Linked DNA regions of Triticum aestivum: region 1 is linked to region 2. Evidence: chromatin contacts called from public Hi-C data. All regions are on one chromosome and are shown on one strand. Each heading gives the region's core, a stretch centred on a gene start, on an enhancer-like site or on the middle of the called end of the contact. The rest is flanking DNA. Distances are from core to core; before and after follow the strand shown.

Region 1 (5,227 bases), core at 2,638-5,137, 290 kb before region 2:
CCAAAACAATTATTGAGAAGGTAACACAAACCTGTCGTCATCTGATTCTATTTCATCATCTGATTCGGCTGAAGTAATTGTGACATCAGGCTTCAGCTGAGCAGACTGAAGCAGTGGTGGCATAACAACATGCATGTAAGGAAGAAAATCCTGTCCAAGACATTTGCATAGCCTGGCCCAAGCCTGTCACATGCAGGGAGATGGTTATAAAAATTCAAAATGCAATTACAATCAATTTCCTACTTTGAAGCATACCTGCAACATGTAGCTGGTTATCGGATCATCTGTTTCCATTGGAGTTCCTTGCAAAGCCATAAGCACTTCCATGACCTGCAAATTATCAGGTAAATTTGGAACAGAATGCCTCAGGAAAAAATATAGTCATTCCAACAAAACGATGTCCAGCAGAAATTCAAGTAGGATATATATGAATGTCCACTATAAAATTAGAAAAGAAACGAGATACTAACCTGCTTGGCATCATCCCTAAATTTATCCTTGCCTACAGCCATTCCAACAAGACTTATACACTCCATGGACTTGGCACGGAGCATCCTATTAGACTTGTCAGTTGCATTCATCAAAATAGCTTTCAGGTACGGCATAACAGCATCATAATATTTCTTGAAGTGGTCCTGAAAAACAAAGTGTATCATACATCATATAATATTATGAAGTCATCATGATCAATTAGCTATAAATCATGAAAGTGTTGCAGCCATTAAAGGTGATATTGAATGTAGCTGTTAACTTCCACACAAGCAGTTACCTGCGATGAATCAGCTACTGATGCTAAAGCTGTCAATGCTCCCTCTTGCACCATTTGCTTACCATTCTGAAAACAACATGAAAGGTTAACATATTTTCTACCTGTACAAACAGTGGCGCAAGGGAACCTAGATGCATACCTGGAGAAGAACAAGTAATTTGCTAACAATTCCATCCAGGTACGGTGTCAGAATTTCGGGCGTGCAATTCTCGCTGAAATTCAAGATTGCAGACGCAGCATGTGCCTGTCAAGAAAGATAATAGACACAATAAATCAATATTACAGCATGTGCTTGTCAAGAAGGATAGTAGACACAATAAATCAATATTAGATTAGTAATTAAACCCTAATGTGCATAGTACACATAGGGTACAAAATTTCTTGGCAATAACAGAAGGACAATGAAATTCAAAAAAGTGGTAGCACAATGCATGCAAAACTTTAAACAGAAGCAGTTTCAAACGCACAGTAAACTAAACACCAGACTTGGTGAGTTAATATAGTACTGCATGCAGGCCATGTGAATTTCTCTGTTGCACCTAGAAACAGTTTCTCTGTTGTGGATCCGACATGGAAAATATTCAGAAAAATATAAAAAACAATACTGATATTAATCAAGATGGAATACAAAGGGGCCAGCCAACCAGAAAAACATAAGATAGGGCCAGAATTTGGACTTCTATATGAAATTTATTAATCAATCAGCTTATTTACAAGTTAGGAGCATACTTCACAATAGTTGTGTGAGACATTTCCTAGAGGTGCTTTACTACGTAGACTTGATCAGAACCATTCCGAAAGTAAATGTCAAAGTATCTAATGTATAACAGGTAGCAGAAAAACCTGGAGAATACAAAGGAAATTTATGTTTTTGTTACATATCTCAACAATGATAACGAAATACCTAATAATTTGTTACAACTAGAGCACAAATAGATTGAATTCTTTATCTAATGAAGAATGTCTCGAGCATAAAGGAAGTATGTTTCTTACATCTGACTGTACTATGTCTCTACTGAGATAATCTCAACCGCATAAGCACTAAAAACTCGTTATAGATTGAATCTTTATCTAATGAAGAATGTCTTGAGCTTAAAGGAAGTATGTTTCTTACATATGAATGTACTATGTCTCCACTGAGATAATCTCAGCCACATAAGCACTAAAAACTCGTTATAAATAAAAACAAGGATTTTCTGAGTCAACTGATCAAGTTTGATGCTAGTATTTTAACACTTGCCTGCACCCGTGGATTCTGAAAATCATCCATGGCGTTAGCCAATGCAGGCAGCACCTTCTGGTGGTACTGAACCTGCAAGTCTGGGCCCAAATCTGTAGACAGCTGACCAATGGCATTGATTGCAGCCCACCGCACTCGAGGATGAGGGTGTTGGAATCCGTTCAGTATCATCGAAACCACCTGCTCCAAGTTTTTAAGCATAACCTGACGGCAACAAACAGCAACTGGTGAGGAGATGATCAACTTTGGTTATTTCCTACTTGCAAAAATGATATAGAACGAAACACATTTTTGTGGCCTAACGCTAGCAAAAATGTTTTATAGGCATGGCAACTCAGAATTTGTAAATGAGGGATCAAGGTAAAAGTATGGCATCCACTATCTTGTTTCCATATTACTAATTTAATTTCTAATTCAACAATGTTAATGAATGGATATTGCTTTTAAGCATTTCAATGAGGTTTTGAAGTAACAAACTATTGCAATGGTAATCAAAAGGCCGAAGTTATTAGGCTAACCTTTGCACATCCCTCTGCAATCTGTGCAAGAGTGATGAGCGCAGCATGGTGCTTCTGCCACTCTGGAGCAGAAAGATATTGTGGGAGCAGCTCAGATGCAATCGGCACGACTGCATTCCCACCAATGGCAATGGCAAGACGGTCAAGGCACTCCTGCGCCACTCCATAGTTGTTCCCTTCACCTGCATCTTCGTCCTCGGTTTCAGCAGTGTGCCAGGCAGGGTCATCCTCTACATCAAGCAACATCTGCATAAGTACTTGGAAGAGCCTGCCAACAAACTGTGGGAGCCGGCGCATCATTCCTGGTGCACGCTCCCTGGCCTCAGCAAGAGTAATCACAAACTCGACAGCCAGGTGCCTAGTTCCATCCTCCAACTGTGCAGCTTCAGCTATTTGCAGCATTGCTCCTGCCACATCGGCAATCTGTCGCCGCAGGAACCTTGGCTCTGCACCAGCCAGCTCCACAAGCAGCTCCAGTGCCTCCTGTGCAGATGCCTCCTGGGACGAATTCAGGCAATCCGTGAGCGCCCTCATCATCGCAGGCAGCAAGTCCTGCATCTTATCTCTATCCGCGTTAGTGGGCAGGCACTGAACGAGATTAACGGCGGCGCTCAGCGCGGCGATGCGAACATCAGGCGAGGTCGGGTGCGCCAGGGCAGATGCTAGAAGGTTGTGGATGGTCATCAAATGGTCGAGAAGAGATTCGGCGATGTAATCCGCGAGGCGCGCGAAGATGAGCAGCGCCGACTCCTGCGGGTTGGGCGCCTCGGGGGTGGAGGCCGCGCGGAAGAGGAACGGCAGCAGCTCGGCCCAGGTGTTCTCCGGGAGGAGGAGCGTGGCGAGCTCGGATATGGCGTCGCAGACCTTCTTGGCGATGGGCTTGGGGGGGTCGGACTGGAGCGCGGCCAGGAGGTGGGCCTTGAGCGCTGCCTGGCCGTCGGGGGAGAGGAGGGGCCAGAGCGGGGGCGGCGCGGCGGCGGAGGAGTCGGAGGAGGCCGTCGGGGAGAGGAGCTTGCGGAGGAGGACGGCGGCCATGGCGCGGAGCTCGGCGGGGGTGGCCGGGGCCGCGAGCGAGGAGGCGAGGCGCAGCGCGAGGGGCTCCGGGTGGGAGCCGCGGAGGCGGTGGAAGGCGGCCTCGGCGGCGGCGCGGTCGGCGTTGGAGGCCGACATGAGCGTGGAGAGCAGCGCGTCGAACGCCGCCGGGTCGCCGCCCAGCAGCGCCGCGGCCGCGGCCTGGTCTTCGGCGGACGCCATCGGATCGGGCGCGGGCCGAGGCGGCGGCGGGGCGGCTGGCTAGGGTTTTGCGGGGGGAGGCGGCGGGAATGTGGAAGGGATGGTGGACAGGGGACGGGCGGAGGCAGAGACTCGGGATGGGTTTAATAATATATGGGTAGGGTTTGGGGAGGTGCGGCTCGGGGGCAGCGGCGGGTGGGGCAGAGGCAGAAGGAGACGAGGACGGCGGGGGAAGGGGTTTGGTTTGGTTTGGTTGGGCGGGGGCGGGGCCGGGTCGAGCTGGATTGGGTCCGCGAGGGAGGGAATTGAGGTTTGGGTTCGCGGGATTCCTTTGCTCCTGTCTGCCTTGCCGCTTTTGATTATTCCGTCCATTTTATGTCGACTCGCGTCGGAGATGATTTCGTTCGTTCTTCGCTTGCTTCTCCATCCAGGTCGCGCCGGGTTCTGGGTTGTTTTACTACTGGCAGCGAGGCCGCTGTGCTGTGCGCGAGGTGAGCTGGGGATGGAATGGAAGGGAGTGATTGGCCATTGATGGGTACAGACAGGCGGCCAGGTTCCATCGCGCACAGCCTCATGATTGATCGCGTGGTGGGTGACAGGGAACACAACTGGCGCCTCCTAGGTGGCTAGCTTGGGGTTGGGGATTTCTTTTACTCTGTTGGAGTACCTCGTTTTTCCAGCTCTTTCTGATGTGGTGCTTTTCTTTTGGCACGAGAAGGCTAAACTGGTTTGCTATCAATACTTGGCAACTCTAAAATTTGGCTGTCAAAAACGGTTCTTGTCAATCTCTAGAATAGTTCTTAGTTTTGACGACTTTTGATTTTGCGAAATGTTGGCATCAAAACAATTAGCCTTGATATCCCCTCACGTTCTCAAGACTACGGTGGAGGAACGTCCAATTCGCATTGTTGTACGTGCGTCATCAAGTAGCACCAAGCAACCCCATAGATACAAGACGCACTCGGGCCTGGAAGTATCATTTTGACCCGGTGCAGGTGTTTCGTATCAGCAGTGATGTCGAGCAACGGTATTTGTTCGCTGGGCGTGCGAGTGGCAGATCAAGACGGTGAGGCACGGGGCGGGGGCTTACCCAGGTTCAGGCCCTCTAGGAGGAGGTAATGCCCTACTCGTGCCTCGAGTTGTTTATATTTCTTTCGTCGAGGATCGTGAGGATCATTGAAGAGTTCTGGCGCACGAGTTATAAGCTCTATTCCTGGAGGCGGAGACAACTGACTTGGGTGGTTCTCTATATCTCTAGGGTTTTCTTCCCCGTCTGTCTTATATCTTTGATAGAGTTGGGGGTACATCATTCACCTAATGGGCTAAGGCCAACCCTCTGGAGCCCACAAGCTCTCGGGGTCTCTTTGTCCTTCTAGTTACTGAATCGTCTGTCCTCCTCCTCCGGGCCCACTCTGAGTGGAAGTAGGATGTTTCCCTCATCAATGCCCCCCCGAGTTTCACAAGTCC
Region 2 (5,172 bases), core at 358-2,857:
TGTATTTGAAAAATGTTCAACGTGTATTAGAAAAATGTTTCTGTTGTATATGCAAACTGTTTCGTGTAATTGAAAAAAATGTTAAACGTTAAGAAAATATATCCAGGTTCTATAAAAAAGAAAGAGAAAAAACCCAATGAAAATCAACAAAGGAAATAGCAAAAGAAAGAAAACCAATTAAAACCAGTGCAAAAGAATGAAAATGGTGAAAACCTAGAAAGGAACAAAGAAAAACTAAGAAACTCGATAAAATCAAGAAAGAGACAAAGGAAACGGAAGAAAAATAAACAAAATAGGAAACAAAGAAAAACATTGAAACGGAGAAAGAAACAAAAAAACCTAAGAAAAAGAAGAAAAAATAAGGGGAAACCCAATAAAACCAGGGAAAGAAACGAAAAAGATCTAGTGAAAAACTTAGAAAAAATTAAAAAACCAAAAAACAAGTGAAGAAACAAAAGACCAGAAGAAACTAAATGGAAGGAAACAAAAAACAAACAGAGAAAACCGAAGCAACATCAAACCAGCGACAAGCGAGCGAGGTATGCATGAATATGGGTTGGCCCAATAGTGTAGCTTGCAGGAAATCTTCACGCGAGACTTTCTTCCATCTCACGTTGAACGAGATATAGCTCCCGCGGGTAAAGAGCAACTGTCACCCCTACACCCTGATGTGTGCGGTGGACTTGGCAGTGTGTGGGTTGTGGCACGTGTGGTTAGTGTCGTCCGTGGCCCAGACCAGTGTGCGTGTGTATAATGTTATTTAACCCTGAATCCATGTACGGATTGAGGGCATGTCGAGTGTTGCCTTGTCTCCCATCTCTTTGCTTCTTAAACTCACCTACTTACTTGGCAAGTCTTCTTCTCACCCTCCTTTCGCTTTTTCCAATCACCTTGTGTAATGTCAATCCGATGTTTGGGTTCGTTACAATTGGTTATTAGAACCACTCCGATCCGCCCTAAAATTTTCCGTCACCACTCTCTGATCCTCTTGGCAAGTTGGGTAACATCTACCACTTCGGGCGTGGACTCGCCCCGGTGAGACCATCCAATATCCTCGAACCTATACATTTTGGCAACCCTTGGGGGTGGTTACCGGAACTGGTACAAATCGCTCGGGGCAATCTCCGCAACCACATTGGAGACCCTGAAGCTTGTCCCGGAGCTTTTCCACCACAATGATTGAGGATTGAAAGAGGACATTTGAGATGTGATTGGTCGTTGTCCGCGGACGCGCAAGTCGGATTTGATGTATCGGGCATAGATGCTCTTGCTTTTCATTCTTCAATCCTTTTCACATTCCTAGATCTCTGCGGAAGCAAAGCTTTCCCCCAGCGGAAGCAAAGGCTAACCTTTGCGCAAAGGTGAACCAAGACACGAACTGGGATACGGACATGAGTGGGCACGCTCATCTTCGCAGAACAAACTGACCCGCCGCTACGACGAGTCACGACTGAACCCACCCAACCAAGCGGTCGCTGCTGTGTCGCAGCCAGCGGGGCCCGTCGTCATCTCGGCAAAGCAAAGATTCGCATAGTCACGGCACGTCGAGGCCGAGCTGCAGGGCACTTCGCCCTCCAAGCCGCCGACAATGCAGGCCCACCAACCCTGACCGCAACAGGTTGGGCTAGGCAGCTTGCAATACGCTCCGGGAAGAAGCGACGCACCAGACCCCGCCTCGCACGCGCGCCGCCACCGCCACCGCCACCGCCACAGCCACCTGCCCCGCCCCGCCGGCGGGCCAGACGGCATGGAGTGCCTGAGGCGGGTGAACCCGTTCCGCGCGTGCGCGGGGCTGCGGGTTCTGGGGTACCTCATGCTGGCGCTCGTCGCCGCCATCGTCGCCGCCTCCTACTACGCCGTCGTCGTCTACGCCTGGGGCCCACTGCTCCTACGCGGGGGCAACGGAGGCACCGTAGCCGCGGCCGCTTTCGTCCTCGCCGCCTTCCACCTCCTTGTAAGCGCCGCCACCCTGTCTCTCTTACTGTCTAATTTCAGTAGGATTTTTTTGCGGATTAATTTCAGTAGGAATTCGTCATGTGGTGCTAGGTAGTAGCCTCTGTTTTTCCTTCAACTGCAAGGCAGCTTAGTCATTTGTGCGAGCAGCTAATTGTGCAATATGGATCTTAATTCATGTTACAAATCATTAATGTCTTTCGGATTAACACATGATAGATGTCTATGCTCCAGCATCATATATTTATTGAACAAATTATGTCTCGAGAAATACTGTATATCCTTCGAAATTACATTTTGAGGGCCCTTTCTTATTGTTGACTTTGTGCATTGAGTAACTCAAATATATAAGAACATCACCACATGCAATGGTTATACTCTTATTCAACTATTTTTTTCATGCTTCAAGCGATTGATAGATATATTATGGTCAAACAAGTCAGTAGCATATATATCGAACCATATCTGTCGAACCATATCTGACGATAATACCTAGACGTGATATTTTGAGCCTCTATTCTTGTTATTCACCAAACTGTATTTAGTACTCCCTCCGTTTCTAAATATAAGCCTTTTTAGAGATCTCAGTACGGACTACATACGGATTTATAGTCATATTTTAGAGTGTAGATTCACTCATTTTGCTCCGTATGTAGTCCGTATTGGAATCTCTAAAAGGCTTATATTTAGGAACGGAGGGAGTAGCTTTTAGATTTTCGGTTCGAAATATTGAGCATGACAAAGGATGTGCTGGTTTCTTCCAATTAGACTGAATTATTCACCATAGCCAAAACAGCCAGCATATATACAGTACAAAGGATGTTAAGGTAGGAAGGAAGGCAACATATGTATTATCAAGGCCAAAACAGCCGGCATATATACAGTACAAAAGAATGCCAAAAGGCAGTAATACGAAAGGCCAAAGGCCATCTGCACTATAACCCTAACACCCCCCCCTCAAACTCATGGTGGATCCACAACACTGAGTTTGGAAAGGCGAAATCCATGTTGCGCTCTAGTCTGGGCCTTCGTGAAGAAGTCTGCTAGCTGTAACTCAGAAGGCACATACTGAAGAGCAATAACATGGTCCTGCACAGCAGCGCGCACAAAAAAGGCGTCAACACCAATATGCTTGGTAAGCTCATGCTTCACGGGGTCCCGTGCAATACTGATAGCACCTATACTGTCTGACAAAAGGGTAGTAGGTGTAGTAATAGAAACACCAAAGTCCTCCAGTAACCATCGCAACCAAGTCACCTCTGCCGTCAAAAGAGCCATAGCTCGTAACTCGGCCTCTGCACTCGAACGGGAAACTGCGGTCTGTTTCCTTGTCTTCCAGGCTATGAGCGAACCACCAAGAAAAACACAGTAAGTAGAAAGTGAACGGCGATTCGAAGGATCACTAGCCCACGTAGCATCCGAATAGGCCTGGAGCTGGAACGAGCTGGAACGGGGAAAAAAGACGATGTGAGATCGTGCCACGAAGATATCGTAGAACACGAAGAAGGTGACTATAGTGAACTGAAGTGGGAGCAGAAACAAACTGACTCAGAATATGGACAGGATAGGAGATATCCGGACGAGTGACAGCAAGATAGACAAGACTCCCAACAAGATGACGGTTACGCGTCGGATCAGACAAGAGTTCACCATCAGAAGCGCGAAGGTGAACATTGAGCTCCATAGGAGTCTCAACAGTGCGCTCATCACTAAGAGCCGCACGAGCAAGAAGATCCTGGATATACTTTTCTTGAGAAATAAAAAAGCCATCGACGGTGGAGGAAACCTCAATCCCAAGAAAGTAACGAAGAGGACCAAGATCAGACATAAGGAACTGCTCATTGAGACGGGCCTTGACAAAGGCAATATACTCAGAATCGTCGCCAGTGATGATCATGTCATCAACATATAGAAGAAGAAGAGTACGACCACGAGTAGAAAGGTGGACAAACAACGCTGGATCATGATCACTGGGTGAAAAACCCGCTGCAGTGACCACGGAGGCAAAACGCTCAAACCAAGCACGAGGGGCTTGCTTAAGACCGTAGAGAGAGCGACGAAGATGGCAAACCATGCCATTAGGAACTGAATACCCAGGTGGTGGCTGCATATAAACCTCCTCACGCAACTCACCATTAAGAAATGCATTCTTAACATCAAGCTGAGACACAGACCAATGGCGAACAGAGGCCACAACAAGAAGTGTGCGGATAGTGGTCATATGGGCCACGGGAGCAAATGTTTCATCATAATCATGACCATGCTCCTGCTGAAAGCCACGAGCCACAAGACGAGCTTTATAACACTCAAGAGAACCATCAGAGCGAGTCTTAATCTTATAGACCCACTTACAGGTGATGGGACGAACACGGGGAGGCAGAGAAACCAGGTCCCACGTGCTGGTGCGCTCTAGGGCAGCAATCTCCTCTGCCATCGCAAGCTGCCATTCAGGATGAACAATAGCATCGCGATAAGAGGTAGGCTCAAGTACAGCCGAAAGACCATATTGACTAGGAGAATAGCGATCAGGAGGAGGACAGGGCCTATTCCGAAGACGATAAGTCGGCTGAGACGAGGAAGATGGTGCACCAGACGTAGATGGCACATCAGTAGAAGATCCGTCCACAACACGGGAACGCCGGGTATAATAAAAAGGAAAAGTGGGACGAGAAGGAATGACCGGAGGTGATGGAGATGGGGAAGACATCGGTGATGAAGGTGGAGAGTCATGCAATAAGGGAGGAGAAGAAACCACAGGAGAAGATGGCGTCGGATCTGTAATAGTGAGACGAGAAGGAGGATTAGGAATACGAGGCATGGAGGGAGGTGAATCAGGAAACGTAAGAAAAGAGATATCCTCTACTGAAAAAGTTGAGGATGGTCGCGGGTAGGATGGACGAGATTCATCAAAAGTCATGTCCCGGGAAATGCGCATCCGGCGACCGACTGGATCCCAACACCGATAACCCTTATGCTCATCACTGTAGCCTAGAACTCAACAGACTGCAGTCAGTTTGGTGCGTTCTCGAGGGGCAAGGAGAACATAGCAAACACAACCAAACAGCCGAAGCGCTGAATAATCAGGAGAACTGTCAGAAAGACGCTCTAGAGGAATACCACCGTGTAGAGCAGACGAGGGCTGAATGTTTATGAGATATGTCGCAGTGGAAACAGCCTCAGCCCAAAAATGAGGTGGAAGAGAGGCAACAATCATCATCG

The links. Hi-C and Micro-C count contacts between places; a contact is called where the count stands out from the background.
Region 1: a Hi-C map of leaf shows a contact between it and region 2, with 4 times the contacts expected there. The contact joins the promoter of LOC123052316 here to the promoter of LOC123052314 in region 2. A contact is called at or near these places in 2 of 5 Hi-C or Micro-C datasets (both in leaf).

What each region holds. Positions count from the first base shown.
Region 1 is chr2D:156,497,646-156,502,872 of IWGSC CS RefSeq v2.1, reverse strand. It overlaps LOC123052316 (importin-5), which reads right to left and starts at 3,887. Exons shown (of 20, transcript XM_044475455.1): 1 at 2,528-3,887; 2 at 2,010-2,213; 3 at 909-1,013; 4 at 770-835; 5 at 471-635; 6 at 256-330; 7 at 32-183. The coding sequence starts at 3,781.
Region 2 is chr2D:156,201,281-156,206,452 of IWGSC CS RefSeq v2.1, reverse strand. LOC123052314 (probable protein S-acyltransferase 12) reads left to right here and starts at 1,607. Exons shown (of 7, transcript XM_044475453.1): 1 at 1,607-1,954. The coding sequence starts at 1,748.